Regions from separate parts of the Zea mays genome. Here region 1 is linked to region 2. The links are chromatin contacts, called in public Hi-C maps. All regions are on one chromosome and are shown on one strand. The core of a region is the stretch at or near the end of the contact, and the rest is flanking DNA. Distances in the headings are between cores, read along the strand shown.

Region 1 (5,737 bases), core at 2,785-5,284, 140 kb after region 2:
CAACACAAAGATATGCCGGTTTTGGGTAGCAGTTACTCTATTACCTGATCTGTCACTTCCATTATATCGTCTATTGGCATTCATAAACTTGGAGGCAACCCCTGCTCCGTACATGCATTTCAGCGTCATGCGTTGGATGTCCAATGCCTGGGAGAGCTGCCTGGTCCAAATGTTTAAACTGCATTTTAGATTTGTTCTTGCTTTATATATTGCTTTTGTTTTCTCTTTGTAATGTTTGTTCCAGGGTCTTTCCCTTTTTCTTCTTAATACAATGATACACAACTCTTCTGCGTGTTCGACAAAAATGTATTGCTTTTGATTAGAATATAGAGGTGCAGTAAATATAGCAATTTGTGATATATATATGCACAATTTGGTTCCACAGAATCTGATTGTCCACTGGAATTGATTTAGAACTCAAAACTACACTCGTAAATGCATATCGATAAACATCTTTGCAATAGTAGGTACAAGTCAATACCATGAACATGGTTGTGCACCAAGTGATTTCAATATTGGTGTCTTTACAACATTTTGTTTTCCTAGGTGAGAATTTTGTTATGGTCCCAATTGTAGGGCATACAGGACATCTGCTATTTCCTATGCATTCTGATTTCAATATTTGATTTATTTACATGCAATCTTTACAGGGAAGGATACTCATGGAGATGAACTATATGCTTGCTTATGGTTCAACTGAAGCTTCTTTGAGGTTGTTGTGGAGGTTTGTCCACCTTGAACATTTGTTGCCCTTTTAGGTAAACCCATGTCCAGGAAAATAAACATATCTTGATATATATAAACCGTAGAGAAAATAAACTTATATATTTATTCTCTTCGTGCTCTCTATCCCACTCTGCAGAGCAGAATGTTTCGTCATTTTCACTAAAAACTATAATCAACTAAGCATTTGTTTTTCTTATGGAGTTAGTACTTTTCTCTATGTTATTCTTATGTACTTCATTTGCTATTCTGGTCCTGTAGGGTTGTGTTATTTTATTTGATATGGAAACATGGCTGAGTTGTGTGTTATTTTATCTTACTTTTGGTTATCTGAAAGTTTATGTAAAGGACAACCATCTCATTTATTAGGATTAATATATTATAGTTAAGTGATAGCAGTAATTCTTCTTAATATTTATCTGAAATTGGCTTGATAGTTGCTGCAACAAGAAACTCATTTGAAAGGTAAGAGTTATGTGTTGTCTTGTCAATCACTGATTGACACGTGGTCCAATTTGATTCAGTTTTATTGGTTTGAGCTCTTGTGACATGTGCTCGTGCAACGCTCAAAGAAGACGAAATTGTATGTCGTCGCAACGCATGAACATTATACTATATGTTGCTTAAACAAGGTCTAACTATGTGATATATAGAAATCGTAGCAACGTAACTGTGATATATAGAAACCGTAGCAACGCATCGGCAACTCACCTAGAAATAGATTACAAAATCGTTTCTTATAACACTATAACACATATTTCTACATAAATTATCGTAGTATTCTATGTTTCCGTTGCAACGCACAGGCACCCACCTAGTACATATTTATATGGTATATAGAACCCTAGCAAAGCACGACAACTGGCTAGTACTCTCTTAAGAACCTAACTGGGCACCTGATGCTACCAAAGCTTTATCTTTCGCGCTGATACTCTGGGCCCGCTCCACGCGTCTCGACCACGCGTCGCTCCTTGGCGTCGTGTCCTGTGGGCCCCACACGTAAAAATAGTGCAAAACGATCACTCGGACCTACAACTTTTACTTCAGAAATTTAGTATTAACCATCAGACCACACATAACTTAGTGTTTAGAAATATCTCAATACCTATTTATATGATATATATTATATAATATATAACAACTGTAGGAAAATGCAACCGTCTAGTATTACATTATCATGTAAATTGCTAATTTCCTTCAATAAAGACGGAGCATTATGTGCGTCGGACCCGGACGGACCTTACCACTTTTCTGATCCGTTGTCTGACATAGTAAGGCCTTGTCCGTTTGTTCTAAATTGCACCTGAAATCGTTCCAGCTAATCAAAGTTTATATAGATTAGAGAAGTAATCCGGTTAGGAATCGTTCCGACCCACCGATCCGTAACAACCGAACGGCGCCTAAACGGAGTACATTCCGTTTCTCGTGCATGCAATGCAGTGCACGGTGGCGGTGCATAGGTTCGATAACTAGCCAGCTCGTTCAAAACTGACTCGTTAAGCTAACGAGCCACAAAATCAATTTGACACGGTTCTTTTACGAGCTCGAGCTGGTTCGTTTAGCTCGCGAGACAAAACCGGGAAAAATATATACATACTAATTAATTTTTAGTTAGTTTTAAACTAATTTAACAATAGAAAAAATAGTAATTATACTCATAGATTCACAACCCACGTCAATGTAACACCAAATTAGCACAATTCATCACTCATCAATTCACAATTCACATATATGTTCATCAGTTTAACCCACAATTATATTTGCATAGACCAATTTAACACATAGACATATGTCATTAATCATTAGTTTAACTCATATGCCATAAACACCTCACATATATATAACATGTTCATCAAGTATTCAGTAAATGACATGTATATAGTTTTGTTTTGCTAAAATGTGGTAGCTCGTTTAGCTTGCGAGCTGACTCGTTAACGAAAGCTAGAAGAAATTCAAACGAGTCGATTTGATTCGAGTCAAACCGAATATGAACCGAGCTAGGCACTAATTATCATAGTTTGCAGTGTCATTTTGAGGTAATATATTTTGCTTCATCATAGTTTTTGCTAGAAGAAATTCAAACAAGTATTGCAGTGTCATTTTGAGGTAATATATTTTGCTTCATCATAGTTTTTTATTGAATGCAATGTTGATGTCTATGCACTAATTATCTTATTGCATGCAGGATGAAAGAAACAAGGGTGATGATGAATTTATAAACAAGCCTCTTCCCTATTATGGCAACCTTGCTACAATTTTTGGCAATAGTGTTGCATCAGGACGATTTGCAAAGACATCAAATGACCCTCTTGCTGTTGATGATGGTGAAGATGTGCAAAAGGAAGGGTGTATTGCAACATCTAGTGCTGTCCATGAGAATGACACTGCAGCAACATCTGCAACTAAACCATCCAAGAAGGCCAAGAGGGAAGACAATGGTACTGAATTCTTAGTTGAAGCATTTCAGCATGCCACTCAAACACTAGCCAGTGCCATCAAGGAGGCAGCAAACAAACCTTTGCCAGCTGGTTTGTTTGAAGCTGTAGACAATATTCCAGGATTTGAGATTGCGCACAAGTCCAAGTATTATTCTCATTTGGTTTCTAATCCTGACATTGCACATGCTTTCATGGATGTGCCATTGCTTTACAAGGTCTCTATGATTACCGACTTCGTTAATGAGAAGTTTTAGGCTTTATGGTAATCTAATAATACATTTCACAATTTGTATGGATCTATGTAAGGACCTATGTTTGTTTGAAACTATGTATGGACATGTGTGTGATATGTTATGAAACTTATTTTTGACATAACACTTTTGTGATGGTTGTATGGATGAGTCATGTGTAAGATTATGGAGTAATTATTATACATTTTATGATCTATAGTTATATTTGTCATCTTAAGATATGACTAATGGTTGTATGAATGTGTCATATCTTAAAATACAGATTGACTAATGGAGAAAATTATCTATTTGCACTCATCAAACAAATATAGAGCATAGCCACTCCATTATGTTTTACTCTTGAACCAAACACAAAATGAAATCGCTCCGTTCTACTTCACTCTAGAACCAAACAAAGGATGGAGCCACTGTGTTCCAGTTCACTCTGCAACCAAACAAAAAACAGAGCCGTTCCGTTCCAGCTTACCAAACACAAAACAGAGCGGCTCCATTCCTAGAATCAGGGATGGAACGGTTCCGTTCTAGTTGGCTCCTGAACCAAACACTACCTAAGCCACACATTTCGTCTAGCCCGCGGTGCACCCTTGCCATGGGTAGCAGGGGCCTCTTCTCAGACTCCGACATCGCCGAATAGAAAACCCCATCCACATCCAGTCGCACAAAAACGGCCCAAGTGGAGCAGGTTCTGCTTCTGGCTGCCCGCTGTCCCGTGGTCCCTCTCTCCCTCCCTGTCCTGTCCGCCGCCGCCGGTCCCCGACGGCGGCTCTGCAGCCACACGCACAAGGACTAGAGCGGACATAATACGGTGCAAGCGGAGGGACCAAACCGCAAAAGCGCACAGTTCCCGTTCCCCCTCCGACCCGTTCATTCCGCTTGGTTTTCTCCTCCTCCGTCCTCTTCGCTCCCCGTCAGACCATCCCTGTGAGGCTGTGACGCAACCGGGCGCCGGCGGTCTCTCCTGCACCACAGGGCACGCCGCCTCCCGCGCACGTGTTCTCCTCTTCCGGGGATTCAGATCTGGGGATTGCTATTCTGTCCGTCTGACTCCGTCCGTCCCGAGGCGCGGCGAGGGGAGCGAGATGGGTTACATTGGCCACCACGGCGTCGCCACGCTGCGGCGCTACAAGTACAGCGGCGTCGACCACTCGCTCGTCGCCAAGTACATCCTCCAGCCCTTCTGGTCCCGATTCGTCAACATCTTCCCGCTATGGTTCCCGTAAGCCGCCTCCTCTCCCGTTCCCCCCTCTCTCTTTGGTTATTGCTTCTCCGTCCGTGCTCTCCGTTGCCAAATGCGTCTTGCGAGCGATTGGTTTTCCGGTTACAGGCTAAAGATTGTTTTCAGACCCCCGATGGTGGCTACCTGCCTGCCTGCCTCCACCATCTTGCTGCCATTCCGTTCCTATTGGCCACACTGTCCTGATCTGGGCAAATTCGAGCTTTCATGGCGCTAATGTTCTGTAACCCGGGGCCCCGACCTTTAGCTTAGCCTGAGGAACCATCTTTAGCTTTGGTGAGCAATCTACAGGGACAGGGGCTGCACACAGCCACAAAATCAACGGCTTTTGCTAGGTGCCCCCGTCTTGCAAGGCCGAAAAAGCTTGGTTTGCATATGTTCTACTTCTTCCGGATTAGTTTAAGTAAACTATGCTCGCGTTCTTCCTTCAACCTAATGCTTGCACACATCAAGCTGTCGCTTCTTTTTCCTAGATATCCGCGCCGAGTGCTAACATTATCTTTTTATTCATTGTCTTGGTTGACTGATACTGGGATGATCTGCAGACCGAACATGGTAAGAGTTCAATTCACATACTGTTACAATGAACTGTGCTTCTTTTGTTGAAATCCTGAGTATTGATGCATTTGTTTTCCAGATTACACTGACAGGTTTCATGTTTCTACTGACATCAGCATTCCTTGGCTTTGTAAGTAAAGTTTTCAATACATACGAAATGGTCCTGTATTGTTCTTATATATATAATATATGTGCAAGTTTTTCCTTTCTTGATGATCATAGTACTACACTACTAATAATTCAGAAAGTTTGAGCATTATTATTGCTTCCATTCTACGTGCAGTTATATTCACCCCATCTAGATACAGCACCCCCCAGATGGGTTCACCTTGCTCATGGACTGCTTCTCTTTCTTTATCAGGTTTGAAAGTCTTTATGTGCACTTCTAGCACTTCTTTTTAATTCAAGGCATCTTCACATCCATGGTATCTAGGTTTTCGTAATCAATTTTGTGGATCTTAGGATCCCTGAATATCTTTCTGAACTTCTCATTGGGGTTTTCGGTTTTCCTGGATCTAATAGCTTCATTTTTT
Region 2 (5,694 bases), core at 2,581-5,080:
CCCATGCCGCGCGCATCTTTCTTTTCGCTGGCACGTGGGACCTCTGTGTCGGACTCATCCCCTCCAACTCAACGAACACATCCGAGATCCACGCTCGTGAATGACGGACTTGGTGCGGACTCGCCCAGCTCGGGGGAGGTTGTTGGGGCATGTGGTAGCGCCGCTTCCTCGAGACTATAAAGATGAGATGCGCCATCGTCTTGCCGTCAACCTCTGGAATGAGAGAGAAAGAAGCAGAGAGAAGAATAGCGCCGCCGCGGGCTCAATTCGTGGTGTGCTCGCGACCGGTCAGGGTAGCTAGCCTGTGCACTCCCTCCCGATCCCTGCGAGCCGTGCGTGGTCTCGGCTGGCACGATTGGGGCGCAGGGGACCGGCAATTGCTCGCCGTGGTGAAGACTCCGCCACGAATCCGCACCTCTCCGTGGGCAGTCGTCTCTGCGCCATTATTGATGGTGAGTTTTCCTCCATGCGGTTCGCATTGCCCTCTAGATCGTGCGGCGCCTTTCAATTTGGGTTTGGCGCTCGGGAGGACCGGATTTCGCGAGCTCCGGTGAACCCGCCGCCGTGTGGTGGCTGCGCCGTCGCGTGTTCCGGCCACGGGTGTGAGTTTGGGGATTTCGCCTCGAGCCGTTAGATGTAATTTGTGTGGTGGAGATGGGTTAGACCGTAGTAATTTGCGGACGGCGATTTCGGGTCGTCCGATCCGGATCTGGCGGCCGCGACTCACTCTGGGCGATTTTGAATCCGAGCCATCCACCCGGGATCCAATGACCATGGCTGCTTACCGATTCGAGTTAAAGCTATTCTAATCAGGGGCATTCATTTCTGATCTGACGGCAGATATCGCGCAATACCCCTTCAGCCAGCCTTTTTGCTAAAGAGACCCTGTGTAAAACAGAAATTAACCCGCCGTCCTATATCGCTGTGCTCTGGGTCTACAGATTTTTACCCCGAGCCCCCTGGGTTCTCTGGAAATAGTGCGCCCAGTCCAGAACATAATAAAATCAGGGAAAATGATTTATAAATAGATTTTTAATAGGAAAATAATTGCTAGAACTTCAATAATTCGTAGAGAATCCATTTTTGGTCCAAATTGAGCCATTCCACTTTCTAAATTTTTGTAATTTTATTCTTTATCACTTAGAGCCTCTGTTTGGTCATGAAAACAGTAAGAAGTTTAATTCCTCACTTAATCTATTTTAAACACAATAAAACCTTTAAAAATTCATATCTTAAAATCTATAACTCCAAAAATTATGATTTCTGTTCCTAGAATTTTATTTTAATGTGTAGATTATTACTGTGTATTTTGCATATATGTTTGGTGTAATGTTAATTTTTCCTATACAATGTTTGTTTGTATTGCTACGACTAGCAGTGAGGTCACGAGTCATCTGAAGATCATCCTGGTACCTGGAATCTCAAGTGCCAGGCAAGTTGTGCCCTTGATCACTTCTTTTTACCCACTCATGTTCTAATTAATCATAATGATCTGCATAGGTTAATTTTGATGGGACCTAATAGGTTACCCTAGTTTTGACTATCTTTATACCTTGTTTACCACTGAACTTTTTGGGTAGTACTTGCTAGTGCTTTATGTGGTTTTGGGTATGAAGATACATTATTCATGATCACACTTTTATTATCTGTTTATTATCACTGTTCATGATAAGATCATTATGTTAATTGGAACATGGAGAACCACCCGGGAAAACAGTGCTACCACAAGGGTTTAATGGGACGCCCTTGGCCGATTAATTAGGAAAGCTAGTGGAAGACTACCTTACCTGAAAGGGGCAAGGGCAGTAGGGGAGTGGTCAGTGTAGGGAGGCCCTCGGGAGGATTTTGCTGCGATGGCGGTCCTGCAAGGGATTCCTGCATTGGAGCTTCCTATAAACTGTAGCGGGTTTTCTGAAGCTAGTGGAACTTTGTAAAGGCCTCGTAGTGTTACCCTGCCTCGCCTCCTCGGTAGAGGTGTATGGGAAGTCGCGATCCCTTGGCAGATGGGTAACATGACTTGTGGGTAAAGATGTGCCACCTATGCAGAGTGTAAAACTGGTATACTAGCCGTGCTCACGGTCATGAGCGGCTCGGACACTCACATGATTAATCTATGGAACTTAAATTCAATTTGTCATATGCATTGCATCGCAGGTGATGTTGTTACTTCTGTTCTACTATTTAATTGGGTTGGTATTTACTTATACTTAGTAATGGCTAATAAAATTTTGACCAACTTTAAAAGCAATGCTCAGCTTCAGCCATCCTCTTTGGTAAGCCTTACACTTCACGTGAGCTCCCATCTTTGGCGAGTTCATGCACATTATTCCCCACAACTTGTTGAGCGATGAACGTATGTGAGCTCACTCTTGCTGTCTCACACCCCCCCCACAGGTCAAGAACAGGTACCGCAGGATGAGGCGCGTGGAGGATGCTGCGATGTGTTCGTGAGAGGTCTAGGTCGTCGTCTCGCAGTCAACTTTGGGTTGCTGGATCGTTTCCTCATATGATGTAATTATTTATTTATTTTGTATAGAACTCCTGTTATATAGTAAAGATGTGACATTCGATCCTGTGCCATGATTCATTATATGTGTGAGACTTGGTCCCAGCACACCTGGTGATTATGTTTGCGCCCGGGTTTTGGACCCCTAAAATCCGGGTGTGACACATGCGCAGTAGCTAGCTGTGCGGACATGGGGGTCCACAGGGCAGTAGCTGAGAGAGCGTTGGGCGTGGGGCCTACAGAGCACGGCGCTGAGGTGGGGCGCGTGGGGCGGTCCCAGAATGTCAACACGGAGGGTGAAGCTGTGGTAGCACCAAGTATCCACATTAGTTTCTTAATAGAGTAGTATAGATTGAGTATCAACTAAAAAAATAATAATAAATATTTTTTTAATAAGACGAGCCGGTAAAACTTAGCGCAAATTAATTATAAATTGGAACGGAGGGAGTACATTATATATAGGATCGCTTAAACATCCAATTATTGCATTACACTGATGGAACTCTATCTGTTGCTCTCAACTCGATCTCAAGCCACTCTCTCAGATGCATAAGGCCCTATTCGGTTTTTAGGGATTGGAGCTTCGAATTAATTCCTAACCGGATTACTTCTTTAATTTATATAGATTTTGATGAGCTGGAACGAATTCCGGTTTAATCCTGTACAAGCGAACGGGCCCTAATGCATGCTTCAGTTGATCGTCTTGGCTGCACTTGGTGCAAAGGCACCGAGGTTCTTGGTGCAGTCAGCCACACACGCCTCGGCATCCCCAGCCACGGCTGAAATACAACATTAATTCACAGGAAGCAGTCAGATTTCATTCATCTATGATCGAAAGGTTATACTATCGAACTGAAGTATGCATGCATGCATATATGCCTGTCTATCAGATTATTGTCCAGAAGTTAGCTAGCTAGCTGGCCTCACCGTCACCGGCGATCTCCATGGAGCCGCAGAAGCCCATGAGGCAGATGTCGCGGCAGTCGGCGGGGACGACGACCTCCGCCGGAGCCGGCGGCAGCATCCCGTTGATGCAGTCCTGAAAGCAGTTGGCGTTGCAGGGGTAGCGGCCCGTGGACTTCCTGCAGTCGGTGTAGCAGTTCCGGTAGCAGCGGCAGAACTTGGACAGGCCCGCCACCTGCTGCTGCTGCGCTGACAGCAGCAGGAACATGAGCAGGCAGCAGCAGGCGAGGCTGCTCTTCTTCCCCTCCATTATATTCTTGGGTTCTCTCCTCCTCTCAAGGAACTGAAGAAGACACTGGTAGCTATAGCTAGAGATCGAGGTAGCCTGTGTTTTTGCTGCTTGTCGATCACCCTTCGGTCGTGTGCGCGTGCGTATATATAGGCGCTAGGCGGAGAGCCTGAGACTGAGCTGATGAGACGTGTGTGATTCTCCTCTCCCGTGCGCGCGCGCGTGTGTGTGTTTAGCTGAGCTAGCGGATGAATTCCTGCACAAGTTTGCGCCAGGTAAACTGAATTTGTGTGCATCTCCAGAACCGGAAGTATGTAGCTGTTGGTTGGTATCATTTTTTTTGACACCATCTCCAGAGTCCAGAACCACAAGTTTGCGCCAAGATCAGTAGATCAAACTTAGAGGATGGATGAAACCTGCTTGCTTGTATGTCTATGTGAGAAATGTCGGGGAGGATGGATGAAAATTGCTTGCTTGTATGTCTATGTGAAAAATGTCGAGCTTGTGAGGAACCGGTATGCACGTACTATGTTAGTACTACTTCGTTTAACCAAGGGGGTCAGGGTGCCCTTATAATCCTTCTCTCACAGCCTAGGTTTTGAGAGCGAGGTGTCCGTCTGAATAGGCTGCTGCGAGCGTATGAACGTCCGACACAGGCGACGGTGAACTTTAGGCGGACTGCCCCAGGGGTGCGTTACAATTGGTATCGGAGCCCACATTGTCGTTATTGTCTGGGAGAGCTTTGGACCTTTTATTGGGCTATTTGCTATTTTGTCACTCTCAGTTTAGGTTTCTCTATTTTACCATCAGGCCACAAATTATAGACACAAATGATCATAAAAGTCATAGACATAAGGTGACATAATAGCAAAGAGGTGGAATGTGACAAAATAGCAATTTTTTCCCATCTTATGGGGGTGTGATGTGAGGGACCGATATGTACGCCCTGGGTTAGTACCATCTCGCCAAGCCAAGGGGTATGTGGACCCGTGGTGCTCTTATAAGGACGGACTTCTCTTCTCTCTCAGTCTAGTTTTTCAGAGCGAGGTGCCCGTCTTAATAGACCGTTGCGAGCGTTTGAACGTCCAGCCCTGGCGATGGTGGACTTTGAGCGGACTGGACCAGGGTGTGTTAAAGGGCTGCACGGCATCCGTGCACGAAAGAAGAATGCTAGCAGCGTGTGCGCAAGTGCAAGCTTAATTACGTTGCTGGAACATGCACGCAGAGCTAGCTAATTTTATGTATATGCTACTGCAGTCTGCAGCGATGTTTTGGTCTTGCGAGTCTCGGTTTCCTTGTCTGGGTGTACTATACTAGCTAGTAGTGTATATACATGCACATGGATTTATTTGTGTGTAGTACACCTCGAATTGCTTTGGTGCATAAACATTCTGATGGCAATAATTGATGCGAAAAGATTTGGTACATGCATATAGATCCAGAAAGACGAGGTTCTCTCTTTGTCTGTCTTGTAAGAGACGCTGCAACAAACATGGTACATAGGTGCAGTACATGTCCTTAATTGGTGTTCAGAGCGTGAGTGTGTGGTAGACATGTGTCGGATTGGATGAAGTTTTAGAAAGGAAGCCAATATTGCCTAAATCAAAAAAAAAATTTGTTAGCTCCCATTTTAGCCCGGCCTCGTCTCTGGTCGCCTGGTTCGGTCCTTCAATTGGTCTTATAAAAGCGGGTTAAGGGTCAATCAATCTTAACCATTTTGTGATCCGCGGAGACGACATGGAACATGGTGTTACCGTTCTTTGATGAGACAAATTACACATACACATATGTTACCGTTCTTTGATGAGCTTCACAACATAAGCTCACGATTCTGAGAAATTTGTTTGGAAACTTGTTATTACATGCTCCTTGTTGATCGGATTTGTTAGAATCAGGATGACCATCGTGATGCAAACAACGAGAGGCCAGAAATGCTTTTTTTTTCTCCCATCTCTCGCTTTCTAAGTTTGAGCATGGTTGGTCACCGCGATACAAT

The links. A called contact is a pair of places that touch in the nucleus more often than the background predicts.
Region 1: a contact with region 2 is called in a Hi-C map of leaf, with 6 times the contacts expected there. The contact joins the promoter of LOC100285552 here to the promoter of LOC103626534 in region 2. A contact is called at or near these places in 6 of 25 Hi-C or Micro-C datasets (ear, endosperm, leaf and 2 more).

Annotation. Positions count from the first base shown.
Region 1 is chr5:72,775,234-72,780,970 of Zm-B73-REFERENCE-NAM-5.0, forward strand. It overlaps LOC100285552 (ethanolaminephosphotransferase), which reads left to right and starts at 4,035. Exons shown (of 18, transcript NM_001158443.2): 1 at 4,035-4,628; 2 at 5,192-5,201; 3 at 5,284-5,334; 4 at 5,488-5,565. The coding sequence starts at 4,492. LOC103626541 reads left to right here and starts at 2,903. Exons shown (of 1, transcript XM_008646955.2): 1 at 2,903-3,619. The coding sequence starts at 2,903. The coding sequence ends at 3,415. It overlaps LOC111589271 (a long non-coding RNA gene), which reads left to right. Exons shown (of 3, transcript XR_002748269.2): 2 at 1-25; 3 at 651-1,119.
Region 2 is chr5:72,631,913-72,637,606 of Zm-B73-REFERENCE-NAM-5.0, forward strand. It overlaps LOC103626534, which reads right to left and starts at 3,831. Exons shown (of 2, transcript XM_008646954.2): 1 at 3,434-3,831; 2 at 2,907-3,285. The coding sequence starts at 3,719. The coding sequence ends at 3,197.